2 separate regions of the Anser cygnoides genome follow, and region 1 is linked to region 2. A link is a contact called in public Hi-C data. All regions are on one chromosome and are shown on one strand. The core of a region is the stretch at or near the end of the contact, and the rest is flanking DNA. Distances in the headings are between cores, read along the strand shown. Region 1 holds the start of MBOAT2 (membrane bound O-acyltransferase domain containing 2). Region 2 overlaps MBOAT2 (membrane bound O-acyltransferase domain containing 2).

Evidence for each region. Hi-C and Micro-C count contacts between places; a contact is called where the count stands out from the background.
Region 1: a Hi-C map of liver shows a contact between it and region 2, with 1.6 times the contacts expected there. The contact joins the promoter of MBOAT2 here to the enhancer-like site in region 2. A contact is called at or near these places in 3 of 7 Hi-C or Micro-C datasets (all in liver).

The regions. Positions count from the first base shown.
Region 1 is chr3:106,399,956-106,403,167 of Taihu_goose_T2T_genome, reverse strand. MBOAT2 (membrane bound O-acyltransferase domain containing 2) reads left to right here and starts at 1,267. Exons shown (of 13, transcript XM_048071344.2): 1 at 1,267-1,481. The coding sequence starts at 1,410. LOC125183647 (a long non-coding RNA gene) reads right to left here and starts at 410. Exons shown (of 2, transcript XR_007165980.2): 1 at 1-410.
Region 2 is chr3:106,345,148-106,348,505 of Taihu_goose_T2T_genome, reverse strand. All of the region lies in intron 3 of MBOAT2 (membrane bound O-acyltransferase domain containing 2), which reads left to right. Among named protein-coding and RNA genes, the nearest start is that of KIDINS220, 47 kb to the right of the region's middle. Within about 2 kb of position 1,640, at least 1 of the 3 cell types and tissues checked has open chromatin away from gene starts, as enhancers often do. A contact at or near this core is called in liver, where this site is marked.

The DNA of each region.
Region 1 (3,212 bases), core at 18-2,517, 55 kb before region 2:
AGTAATAGTTGATTTTATAAAACCTGAACACTAACGCAACAGAAAACTGTAATATAAAAGCAGGGCAGGGTACTAAACCAGAACCATTTAATTAATACCCTGCTGCACGACATCATCTGGCAGCGTTTGCTGCGTGTCCTCACGTCAAGTCACTGAAGACTTCTCTTTGTTTCATGTCACAGAGCATTCACTGGGCAGGAGGAAGAGCTGTGCTACACACACGTTTATTACTGCTGGTGTGATTCTTTAGGGAAACTACGGCTAGCCTGAACCTACTGGAAAAGCACTTGAGATTGTAGTGTTTCAGGTTTCTGTGTGTAAGAAACAGGCCCTTAATAAACTAAAAACTGTGGCTTATAGCCATGGTAGACAGCTCTCCTTAAATCAATGGGTGGTTGTAGGAACATTTTTGGATTTTTTCAAGAACTCTTTAGGATACTGTCAACTGGAGCAGGTCCTCTGTGAGGAGACGCTAAGAGAGCTGGGACTGCTCCCCGCCTGGAGAAGAGGAGGCCCAGGGTGATCTCATCAGGGTCTGTCAATACTTGAAGGAAGGCTGCAAAGATGGACCCAGCCTCTTCCCAGTGGTGCCCAGTGCCAGGACAAGAGGCAGTGGGCACAAACTGGAGCATGGGAGGTTTCGTTTGAACACCAGGAGCCCTTCTGTGCTGGGCGGGTGTGCCCTGGCGCAGAGAGGCGGTGGGGTCTCCTCCTTGGGGACATTCAGAAGCCGCCTGGACGTGGTGCTGGGCACCCTGCTCTGGGTGGCCCTGCTGGAGCAGGGGCTGGGCCGGGGGCCTCGGGAGGTCCCTGCCCGCCTGAAGCCCTCGCTGGACACGGGAAGCCGGACGGGGGCTGACACCCAGGGGCTGTCACCCCAGACCTGACGCCCTGAGGCAGCCGCCCCGGCCCTGCGCGCTACCTGCGCGCAGCGCGCAGCCCCACCTCAGCGTCCCGCAGCCAAGGCGGGGCCGCCCTGCGCTTCACCTCACCTCACCCACCCCATCCCCAAACCACCCCCATCCCAAACCCATCCCCACGACCCCCAAACACGTCGCCACCGCCCCCTCCCCGCGGCCACCTTCCGCGCGCACCTCCTCCCCTCACCCCCACCGCCGCCCCTCCCGCCTCCATCTCCCCCCTCCCCACAACCCCCTCCCGCCCAGCCGCTTCGCCCCTCCCGCGCCCCTCAGCGCCGCCTCGCGATTGGGCGGGCCCTCCCGTCACTCCGCCGCGGCTCCGCTCTGCGATTGGCCGGCGGCGCCGTCAGTCTGCGGCGGGGCCGCGCTCGGCCCCTTGTTGTCAGGGCTCCGTGCGGGGCCGCGGCCGCCGTTGTTGCCGTTAGCGGCGGGGAGGGCAGCGCTGCCTCCGGCCTCCTCTCGCGGGGAGCGGGGCTCCGCCGCCGCACCATGGCCACCAGCACCACGGGCTCCACGCTGCTGCAGCCCCTCAGCAACGCCGTGCGCCTGCCCGTCGACCAGGTGAGGCGGAGGGAAGCGCCCAGCCCCGCCGCTGATGCACCGGGGGGGGGCAACGCACCGAGCCCGGAGCCCCCTCATCGCCTCCCCCCCCCATCAGCCTCCCTTCCCACCCCGGGGCACGGCTGCTGTGGGGTGAAGGGGGGTGAGCGGGATCATAGAGTCGTTTTTTGGGGTCGGGGGGTGTGTGGGGTGACCCCCCCCCCGGAGCCACAGCCCCTGGTGGCTGGGCATTGTGTGATAGGAGGGGTCCTGGGGGTGCTTGGTAGGGCTGGGGAACGGGGGTTTGGGGTTTTTAGGGATTTTTTTGGTTTTTTTTGGGGGGCTGGGGTGGTGTGGGGTGGTTGTGGGGGGAGCGGTGTCGCCCCCCGGGATGTATGCGGGCTTATAAATGTGTGAGTAACTTGGAAGTGGCTCCTCTCTTACAGCACCGAGAAACTTCATATGAGGCATTCTTAGGGGCAAAAAAAAAATCTGTGTTAACGTGTGAATGAATGGAGCAGGTCAGGAGGCTCCCTCACGTAGAGGGAGGTGGTGGTTCCTCTCTATGAAATGCACCTCCTGAGTGGAAAAAAGCAATTGGATGCCGAACGCAGAGCAAGGAGCACGTTTAGTGACTTCTGGGAGTGCCCAAACTATGTTTTACTCTTTTCTTCCTTTTGTTCGAATGGAGGTGAGACAACCTGAGGTTAAGTACACCTACAGAAATGTCTCTTCTAGAAACCTGCCAAAAGCCGGTGAATTTGAGCCAAGCTGGTTGTGGAGGAGTGGATGTGGTGCACAGGTTGCAGTGCTGCCCGCATCCTGGGTCGGTGGCGCCACATGGCTCCGTGCCTCCGACGTGTGGACTGTGAGCCCTGCCAGGCAGGTGCCACACGTTTATTTCCTTTAAATGGGCAGCTCCATCAGGGTACCGTAAAAGAAATAATAAGAGATGACCGTCTCTTTGTGGCGTGATGCTGGTGTCGTGTAATTATCTATTCATAACAGCAGCCATAAATTTAATGGCTTCGTGACGTGGTGCTGCTTCTACCCAATTTATTTGAAGTACTGCTGATATGGCATTTTGATGGTAATGAAGTTACTTTTTATCAAAGCCTGGAAAACGTCCCTGTAGTGAATGTGTTGCAACAGATGCCTCTGGAAAGGCAAGATGGTTTTGTAAAGCGCTGTGCTTGAAGCTCTGAAGCTTTGGGGGATAATCACAATGGAGGGTGGCTAACCGCATGGTTTAAAAGACTTCCTGATAAGCAGCTAAAAATATACATGTTTTGTTTTTTCCACATCAGTGGACCATAGAAAATACAGGCCCAGGTGTGTACGAAGAGCCTTGTGACCGAAGCATGGAATGAAGAGTTATAGGATTATGCAGCACTGAGGGGAATGCACCTTTAAGTGATCACAAACAAGCGAAAAACCCAACACTCAAAGTCAGATTTCTGTAACCTCTCAGCTTAAGAGTCTGTCTTGATCGTAAGCTTGTAATACAGAAAGAATGTGAAATGTGTTCAGTGTAATCAAATCAAACGTGGGGGAGAATGAGGGCAGAGAAGAGAAAGTGCTGATACTCTGTGCTCAAAGGTTACGTGTGGCATTTAGTGATACTATACACATACCAGTATGAAAATGTAGCTGTGTGTGTGAGGAAAAAGAAATAAAGAAGAAAAAGGGGCTTCTGATTAGTAAGTAGGTTGTTTCTACTACCTCATCTGAACGCAGACTGTGGAGCAGGTA
Region 2 (3,358 bases), core at 391-2,890:
CTGTTGTAGGTTAGCCCTGGCAGGCAGCTCAGCACCACCCAGCTGCTCGCTTGCCCTCCCTAGGCGCGATGGGGGAGAGAATTGGAGAAGTAAAAATGTGAGAACTCAAGGGTTGAGAGACAGCTTACTGGGGCAAGCAGAAACTGCCTGTGCAAGCAGAGCAAACCAGGGAACCCGTTTGCTGCTTCCCCTCGGCAGGCAGGTGTCAGCCCCTGCCCGGAGAGCAGGGCTCAGCGCGTGGAACGGTTTTGTGGGAAGACAAATGCCATCGCTGTGAACATCCCTCCCTTCCTCCTCCTCCACCCCAGTTCTGTCGCTGAGCGTGACACCCCATGGAGTGGGACACCCCTTTGGCCAGCCTGGGCCAGGCTGGCAGGGCAGCGCGAGGAGCAGAACAGCCCTGGGCAGTGTGAGCAGTGCTCTGCAACAGCTCAACCATCCCTGTGCTATCAGTGTTATGCTCACCCTAAACCCAAAGCACAGCACCATACCAACTAGCAGGGAGACAGTTAATTCTATCCCAGCTAAAACCAGGACAATATCCACCCCTTATTCCATACTATCCATCATCCTCAGGTCCCCCACTTTCCACTACATCCCAATTAATCACCCCCACCTTTCCTGTCCTTTGCTACATACACAAAGATAACTTTCCCTTAATCTATGAGCCATCCCTGTAAAATGTCTCTTGAGTTCATTTAATCCATGACTTTGGGCTCTACATCTGTTGTAGCAATCAGATTGTTGCTGAAGCCAGTTCTGCTTCCCTCACTGCTGTGCTTGTCTGGTTCTGTCAAAATCAATTTTTCATCGATCTGGGTGATTTTTACGGTAATACCATTGATTTGGCATATAGCAACCATAGCAGTGATGACATACGATATTATGTAGCACAAATTAGCACCATACAATTCAAATCATGGGCTATTCTCACCCAGCATCAGGCCCCTTTGAGATGCATGTTGGACTTCCCCATCCTTCCGCATTACCCACGTCCTTGGGCAAAAGCAGACCCATGGATGGGTTTGCCTTGCCTGAGGCAGGAATAGCCCAGGCTGTCCTCCCCAGCAGGTTCTTTATGTGCACTGCAGGGACATTTTCCCCTTCCACAGCACGTAACAGGTTTGATTGGGCAGGGCCAGCTCAGTTGGCAGACCCCTAGTAGTGTTGACTAACCAGGGGGCCTTTGCCAGATGTGTGTTCCAATGTTTGGATGTCCCAGCACCCATTACTCTCAGAGCAGTCTCTTTAACAGTGATGTTCAATTCTTTTTCCCCAGAGGCTGGTGCATGTTAGGGGATGTAATATACCCGCTTGGCACTGTGCTCTTTGGCCCAGGTGTCTATGAGGTTATTTTGGAAATGAGTCCTGTTGTCTGACTCGATTCTTTCTGGGGTGCCATGAGGAGCTGTGCTTCAGTACCAATCACTTCTGAAGCAGTTTGAAGCCCTTCATACACTGCCAACACCTCTTTTTCAGGCGGAGTATAGTGGGCCTTGGATCCTCTGTATGCCTGACTCCAAAACCCTAGGGGCTGACCTTGAGTCTCCCTCACCTCTTTTTGCCAGAGGCTCCAGCTGGGGCCACTCTCCCCAGCTGAGGTGTGCAGCATGTTTTTTTTTTTTTAACATCTTGCCCTGCCTAGACTGGCCCGAGGGCTACTGCATGAACTACTTCCTGTTTAATTTGTTCAGCAATATCTAAAGCCAGCTGGATGGCCTTCACTTCTGCAAGTTGGCTCAACTCACCTTCTTCGTCAGCAGTTTCTGCAGCTTGTCACAGCAGGGCAGAAGGGTCTCAGCTATCTTCTGCTGGGAGCTATTATATGGACTACTGACACGTGTAGCAGAGCGGCTGTCATACAGGGTGTGTGACGAGGCGTGTGCCCTGCTGTCTCTGTCATCCTTTCTATCACTGAAGCTGTGGTTTGGATGGGGATATTAATTAATAAATTCTTAGGCAAAATTCAGACACACGGAACGTGGAGTTTTGATGTCAAAGTCTATTTGACGTTTGACTAATCAAAGCTTTAAATTTAGCTTGCAACTGAATTCAGGTTTTGAGTCTTTTTTGGAGCGGACCCATGTTTCAAAGTTCATTGCTTAAGTTTTTAGGACTTTGGCCACTTTCTCTGGTAAAAATGCATTAGGTTTAATGCTGAGTATGAACCTCTACAGTTTTATAGGAAAATGGAAAAAAGGAAATCCTTTATGAAATGTAAGGCTTTTCTACTCTTCATTTTTAACAGCTTCCACTCTCAAAGAGCTGTTAATGTGTGCAGACAGGTGCTCCAGCATCAGGGAATGTCAGAAGTAGGATTGTTTGCCCTGGAGTCTAGGCTATGCACATTAATGCAAATTTATGACTGGATTATATAAGGATGTCAAAGTATAGTAATCCAGAGGTTGCTCAGTGTTTAAGAACATGAAATGTAAAAAAGTGTTCTTGTCATTGGACATTTGCGTAACAGAATCACAGAAGACCTGAGGCTAGAAGCGGTGCTTGGAGGCCTACCAGGCCCAGGACCCTCAGGTCCTCTTCTGCAGAGCTGCTGTCCAGCTGGGTGGCCCCCAGCGCGTCCTGGTGCCTGGGGTTGTTCCTCCCCAGGTGCAGGGCCTTGCACTTTCCCTTGTTGCCGTGAGGTTCTTGCCAGCCTATTTCTCCAGCCTGTTGAGGTCCCTCAGAATGGCAGCATGACCCTCTGGCATATCAGGCACTTTTCCCAGTTTTGTGTGATCAGCAGCCACACTGAGGGTACTATCCCATCATTCAGATCGTTAAAGAAGGTGTTGAGCAGGACTGGACACCGTATTGACCCCTGAGGTACACCACGAGTTACGGGCCTCCTACTAGTCTACAGGCCGCTGATCACCACGCTCTGGGCCTGGCTGTTCAGGCAGTTTTCGATCCACCTCACTGCCCATGCAGCCCATATGTCAACAGCTTCTCTGTGAAGATCTTATGGAGACGGTGTCAAAAGCCCTACTGAAATCCAAGTATATAATATCCACTGCTCTCCGCTTGTTTGCCAAGACAGTCATTTCACTGTAGAAAGTTAACTTGCTGTAGAAGTTGTAAGGCATTTAAGCAATTCCACAGCCACCTGCCAGTACCTTTAAAACTCTTGCACGTTTTACCGGTCCATAACCAGGTAGGATCATTGCCTCAGTCTGCGTTCCTAAGTGGAAACGTATAATGCAATTTGGTTTAAACTACTTGTTTTAGATATAAATAATGACTGGCCATTTCTGGACATCTTTCACAAAACACTTGGGGTAAGAGTTGTAGAAATAAAGAGCATTTGTGTGACTGAAATGTTCTGCTAATGTGCTTTCTCTCAGCTTTAAAAGAGCTGAGC